Linked DNA regions of Hordeum vulgare: region 1 is linked to region 2. A link is a contact called in public Hi-C data. All regions are on one chromosome and are shown on one strand. The core of a region is the stretch at or near the end of the contact, and the rest is flanking DNA. Distances in the headings are between cores, read along the strand shown.

Region 1 (3,217 bases), core at 453-2,952, 310 kb after region 2:
CCATGGCCGAGATGTCGATACCTCTGGATTATGCCTTGCATCATGCTGGTGGTCAATCAGATTAATCTTCTGTGGATATTCACGAGAGACTGGTTTATCAACGACGCCACAGGATTCCGGCTGACTGGGCTCTGTACACTTGGTCTTCTCCTCGGCAGCAAAACTTCGCCTTGCGTGAGCGATATCGTACAGAACAAACTCGGTGTTGACAGAATTATTCAGAATGCCATCTTTTCCAACTTTAGAGCATAGATAGGAGGAAACCTGCATCTGGCCTACAATTGGAGGCAAACATCTGCGCTCATCTTTGGAAGACCTCCCAACAGTGCTTCCTCGTTTACCACCACTATGGAAAGTGTAAATCCGGATTAGTTCACTCCCACTCTCCCAGGACCTAGCAGAAATGGACTCTTCCGGGCCCTCGACACAAAAATCATAAAAGGGAATGCCATTTCTGGAATCACATTTAAGAACTGCTTGGAGATGAGCAGGTGATAAAGAAGCCTCCGTCATATGCCGACTTTCTCCATTTGGCAGGCAATTGGATGATGCTTGGCTCCGCTCAGTCCTCGAGAGATCACTGAGCAACGATTTGCGGGGCACGCAGTTTCTGCTGCTTGCCGGCACAACTGCAGTGTTGGGCTCTTCCTCTTCAGCAAGAGATGGGCTGCTTCTAACAGACTTGGACTTCATGATGGGGCTCAACATCTTCTTGAAAGGACTTGATCGAGCTGCTTTAGTGATGCTCTTTGTGGTGCGATTGACACATTCTGATGGACTGGTGCCATCAGAGGCGCTCTCCCTCTTTGATGGCACAGACTTATCAGGAATATTACTTGCTGGAACCCTCTGCCTCTCACCATGGTGTTTACTTTCACCAGCATATACGCCTGAGGTGAAGTCGAATTGAATTTCCACCTCCACGGAGACCTACGCGTGCACCAGAGGACACCGTTGCTGCAGACCTCCCCGAGGGCAGAGGCAGGAGGTGGCTTGCGGCTGCGCTGGAGGCAACTCCGAGGGGGAGGCGTTGCACATCCAGTGCGGGAGCAGCGGGGATGGGTTGCCCGCGTCCGGATCTCGCTGGATTCGAGCACGGACGAATCGTGCTGGTGGCCCTGGAGCTCCTGGTATCTTGAAGAGAGGGAGTTGTGAGGAAGAGAGAAGAAGGGAGAGAGAGATGCGCTGCTCATCTGCTCGTCCTGCAAGGGTCCGGACACCGACTGCGACGCGAGGTGGAGGAGGTCCGGCCGGCGCGGTCGGGAGTAGGAGGGAGCTCGGGGAAGTGGCGGCGAGCGTGGTTCTGGCTGAATCGGTCTCGGATGGGTTTTCCAGGGCCACATCTGGGTCTCAACGGTCCGTGGACTCGCCCCAAAGCAGCTGTGTGAAACGTTTTTTAACTTATTTACTGGACTGCAGGTTTATTCAGCCAAACGACAGGGACTTTTTTGTAAAAATGTTGCGACGGAAATTCCGACAGAAGCGATAGCCGCTTTATTATTATTAGGTAAAGATTAGTTAAAATTATAGTCAAAATATGACAAAAATACTCGAGCTAATAAACCAGGACGAGTTTGGTGGGAGGGTGAAACCGTAAAAGATCTTTTTTTTTTTTGAGCGGCTGCGGCTGGGGGAATCCCAAAAAAAGGCCCGTCTTTGGGCTTTGGCTTCTCCGGCCCAGAAGCTGGTGAGCCCGCTGTTTGTTGCGGAAGCAGCAAAAAAACATGTCCGGGCGTAGCACCACTCCGGGTCACGGATTCCGCGTCGCCGCCTCCACCCCTGGAAAGCAAATTTCTAGGGTTCCCTTCTCCTCTGACGGGAAGCAAAAATCTACGGGGGATCAGGACTTCAGGAGCTTGTCCTCCGCCTCCTCCGGCGCCACCTCGCCAGCCTGATTTGGTAAGCCCGCCCCACAAACCACCGCTGGATTTTACTCGCCCCCCTTGGATCTCGGTGCACGCTGTTGCCCCATTGTGCGTGCTCTGGTCTGGTGCGCAGATTATTCAAGTGCTTTGAGCAGGGGAATAGTGGGTTGATACGGATAACTGATATGTAAAGGGGGCTGTGGCACTACCATGTTCTGCTGAACCTGTTCTTGTCGAACATGTGGCCTTCTATAGGCCGAATGTTTCAATGAGAGTCCCTTTCTGTCTGAATAAAAATGGGACACTGCTACACTAGTCAGCTGCAAGCCTGTAATGCTAGTTTTGTGCCTAAAGATGAAGAAAGTTGCTCAGTCAGACTATATAGTATATACATGTCTAGGAGTTGTTTCTCCATAATAAGCAAATTTAGATTTAAGATTCAGTGTTTCAGTTGGTTATGGCAAATGGTTAGTTCTGCGAGAGCAACATTTGTAGGGGAGAATAACTCACAGTTGACAGATTAGACTGCGTTAAATATTTCTAATATAAGACGAATGCCATATCTTCTAAGCATATATATGCCTTGTTTGATTGTATATGTTTTTTTTTTTTCATTTTGTACATAGTTCCTTCCTTGTATAAGCCATGATTTTAAATCTTAACACATAGAGCAGCGCTCATGCCGTCCATTAGATTTCTTTCTAGCTGTGATCATCTATGGCATTCTGGCAACTGATCTAATGATGTTTTGTTTGCAGAGTAGTAGTCCATGTCTTCAAGGGCAAGAGGACGTGCACGTCGTGGCCGGGGCCGGGGCAGATGTTCTGTGGCAGAAAATGAAATGGATCATCATGAAACATCTGCACCTTCTACGCCGAGTACCACTTCTGATAGAGAGGACAATGTTGGGTTTACTCCCGAACAAGTCCATGTGGCTTGCTATGCAGGACCTCCGGAACCTTCATCCAGTACACTGCTCAATCCTAAGATTAACCACCGTTCAGATGCAATTTTTGGCGATCAGGTTAATCTAAGGACAATAAACTTTGTCATATTTCAGGGAAATAAGTTAGTAAAACGAGATTTTTTTTTCAATAGCACTGAGTTCTATATTCTGTACTATTGCAGGCCCTGGAGCAGTTGAAGTTGCGTCACCACAAACCCTTAAAATTTCATGAGAGGTATCGTCCTTATTTGAGGGATGCTGGATTGCTTGGGCTCTCACAAATATGCCAGAGAATGCCTCAATTGGACAAAGCCTTGATTACTGCTCTTGTTGAGCGTTGGAGACCAGAGACCCACAGCTTTCACTTGGCTTCTGGGGAGATGACAGTCACACTTCAAGATGTTGC
Region 2 (3,156 bases), core at 81-2,580:
ACCTAAAAAGTGCTAATATACCCGGCTATATAACAACACCCGCTCTACTCCCGAAGCAAGACATGGCATGATCGAAATGAAAACTCGTACCGACGTCACATCCCTAGTTAGTACTGTATTCGTACCGCCTTTTGCCTTAATAAGAAAACCGCGTAGTAGTGTTTTTCCAGCCAGGGTCAACAAACGGCAAAACGTAGGCAACAAAAAGGTCACCCGAAATCCCAAACCTTGAAAGCCCCACCCCACCTCAAAGCGCACCAGGCACCAAAAGAAGCTCTCCACTCAGCCATGCATCCAGCCGTCAGCGTCGCCCTCAGCCCTCAGAGCATCGTATCGTACCCAGTAAACAAGCCAGCCACGCCCTCCACCGTCGCACGCTGCCGCACAGGATGAACCGCGCTCGCCGCGAGCACAAAGAAAACAAGCCAGCCGCCACTTGCTTCGTGGCTCCGCCCGGCAGGCCGGCCTCGTCGCGGTTTCTTCCCGGTTTCCACCGCCCGCGAGCGGCGAGGGCCGGGCCCGCTAGCGACAATCTGCACGGGAAATGCCCAAATTTCTAGTGGTACTACTCTTTTTTTTTTTGCCCGGCTCGGCTCCCTATGCTATGCTGCTGTACTGTAGTACCGCTACTGCTTGCTCCTCGAAGTCCAGCTATTTCCCATATGGACCTGGCACCAACCCCTCACTCCTCCCCCGAGAAAGAAAACAATATTATTATAGACTTTGTTTTCTGAGCGGAGAAGAAAGAAGGAGAAAAATAGAGGGAGGGGGAGAAAATTATACTAGTAGCGCTACTAGTGCTAGTGCTACTGATGCTCTCGCTCTCTCTCTCTACTGTCCAGCCAGGCAGCCACGGACACCAAGGCAGGCAAGGGCAGGGACGGGAGGAGCCAGAAAGAGATGAGCTCGGCGTCCTGCTGAGGTGAGGTGAGCTCAGCCGAGGCGAGAGAGAGAGAGAGACGAGCGGTGCGCGGTGCGGTGCTGCATTGCATTGGGCGACAAAGGATCGCCTTCCCGCGGAGGGACTCGGATCTCGGCCTCGCCGCCCGACGAGCCGAGCTCCGCGGCCGCCCCGTCTGCCGCGCGTGATCTGCCGCCACTTGCGTGGGCGGGAGGATTCGGATCTCAAGCCGCGCTCCCTCTACGTCGCTGTCGGGAGAGGGAGAGCAGGCCAGGGTGGGTGGCAGCTTCCTTCCATTCAAGCGGTGGTTCGCGCAGCTGCTTGGTTGGGGGCGAGCGGCCGGGCGGGAGATCTGGCCGTCGGCGTGGACCTGCAGATCCCCTGCCTGCCACCGCCAGCGCGCGCCCGCGCCTCGCTGCTGTCGAGCTACTTGCGGAGGGCGGCGGTGGTGGTGGGGATGGGCGGCTACGCGGATCCCTTCATGCCTCCGCAGCCGGCGTCCTCGTCCTACGCCGTGCCGCAGGGCGGGCATGGCCAGCCGCAGCCCGCGCCGCGCCCGCCGGGCTGCCCCTACTCCTCCTCCGCCTCGGCCCCGCCGGTTTCCACGTCCTACCATTCTTTGCCCCCCGCGGCGTCCCCTCCGCCGGTGAGTAGCCCCCCTCCGGCCTCCCCGCCACCCGAGACATTGCCGTCGCCTCCCCCAGCATTGCCTTCGTCGCCTCCGCCGCCGGCATTGTCGCCTCCGCCGCCCGACGCGCCCCCTCCGTCGCTTCCGCCGCCGTCCCCGTCGCCCTCACCGCCTCCTGCCGAGGTTCTGGCGCCACCGCCGCCGATGGCGGCCGACCAGCCACGCGTACAGCCCCGCGTGTACCCGTCGCCGCCGCCCCCGTCCCTCCCCCCGCCGCCGCCAGTAGTCCTCTCGCCACCAGCTCCGCCTCCATCCCACCCACCATCGCCATCGCCATCGCCTGCTCCAGCTCCAGCACCCACGCCGGTTAAGGCATATTCGCCTCCCCCGCCAAGAATTTCATCTTCCCCGCCGCCGCCCCCGCGCCATCATACTAAGCCACATTATGCGCCGCCACGCTCGCCTGCGAGGCCACACTCAAACTCGACTCGCTCAAACGGCAGCGGCAAAAACATCGAAATATCGAGGGAAACTGCCACCACCATTGTAGCAATTGCCGGTCTTGCAATGCTCAGCTTCATCGGTGCCACCATTTGGCTTGTCAAGAAGAAGCGACGGCGGGCAGAGCCTCCTCCAGTGCTGCCGACACAGCAGCAACCAGCTCCCCCGCCGCCGCCGCCCAATTACATTCCCTCGTCTGCTGGATCCTCACTAGCATCAGGTACAAAACATAAACGCCTGAGTGTTAAATGTAGTATATCTATATCCGCATTTTCTGAATTTAGCCATCCTAGACGATGCTCATTACAGTATTTGTGTTGGCCAGATGGATTCTACTTACGATCACCGGGCTATCCCTTCATGAGGTCCAGTACTGGAAGCCATGGGTTCCCGTACTCGCCGGCCGACTCCGGGATAGGGTACTCGAGGATGCTGTTCACGCCGGAGAATTTGGCAGGAATCTCAAATGACTTTTCGGATGAGAACCTTTTGGGAGAAGGTGGATTTGGGTGTGTGTACAAGGGTATCTTGCCAGATGGTCGCCCTGTGGCTATCAAGAAGCTCAAGATTGGGAATGGGCAGGGAGAGCGTGAGTTCAGGGCCGAAGTTGATACTATCAGCAGAGTACATCATAGACATTTGGTTTCATTAGTAGGCTACTGCGTATCAGAGGGCCAGCGCATGCTTGTATATGATTTTGTTCCCAATAACACACTTTATTATCATCTCCATGGTGAGAAATCCTTGTCGATCATAGTGGTTCCGTTTTTTGCATCAATCAATTTTAGCTTCAGTGGAAGCAGCTAGATTGCTCATCTGTTACCTGGTCATTAACCATGCTCATGAAATTTCAGTAAATGAAGTACCACTTGATTGGCGTACGAGGGTCAAGATTGCGGCCGGAGCAGCTCGTGGAATTGCTTACCTGCACGAAGATTGTAATGCTTTATGTTATGACTAAAGTGTCTCTTCTCATTAATCCCCTGAAGTAGTGTGGTGTTCTAAGTTTTGCTCTATTTGTATTCATCAGGTCATCCTCGGATTATTCATAGAGATATTAAATCATCTAATATTTTATTGGATAACAACTTCGAAGCTCAGGTATGCTTTTACTTGGTGTATTAGT

What was found. Hi-C and Micro-C count contacts between places; a contact is called where the count stands out from the background.
Region 1: a Hi-C map of seedling shows a contact between it and region 2, with 3 times the contacts expected there. The contact joins the promoter of LOC123444359 here to the promoter of LOC123444358 in region 2. A contact is called at or near these places in 2 of 6 Hi-C or Micro-C datasets (leaf and seedling) and 1 of 1 datasets of contacts at active chromatin or transcription factors (embryo).

What each region holds. Positions count from the first base shown.
Region 1 is chr3H:477,624,101-477,627,317 of MorexV3_pseudomolecules_assembly, forward strand. It overlaps LOC123444359 (serine/threonine-protein phosphatase 7 long form homolog), which reads left to right and starts at 1,703. Exons shown (of 4, transcript XM_045121050.1): 1 at 1,703-1,899; 2 at 2,624-2,889; 3 at 2,994-3,217. The coding sequence starts at 2,635. It overlaps LOC123441889, which reads right to left and starts at 1,343. Exons shown (of 4, transcript XM_045118072.1): 1 at 1,068-1,343; 2 at 1-930. The coding sequence starts at 1,343.
Region 2 is chr3H:477,314,086-477,317,241 of MorexV3_pseudomolecules_assembly, forward strand. It overlaps LOC123444358 (proline-rich receptor-like protein kinase PERK9), which reads left to right and starts at 1,331. Exons shown (of 8, transcript XM_045121048.1): 1 at 1,331-2,250; 2 at 2,356-2,763; 3 at 2,885-2,968; 4 at 3,061-3,131. The coding sequence starts at 1,359.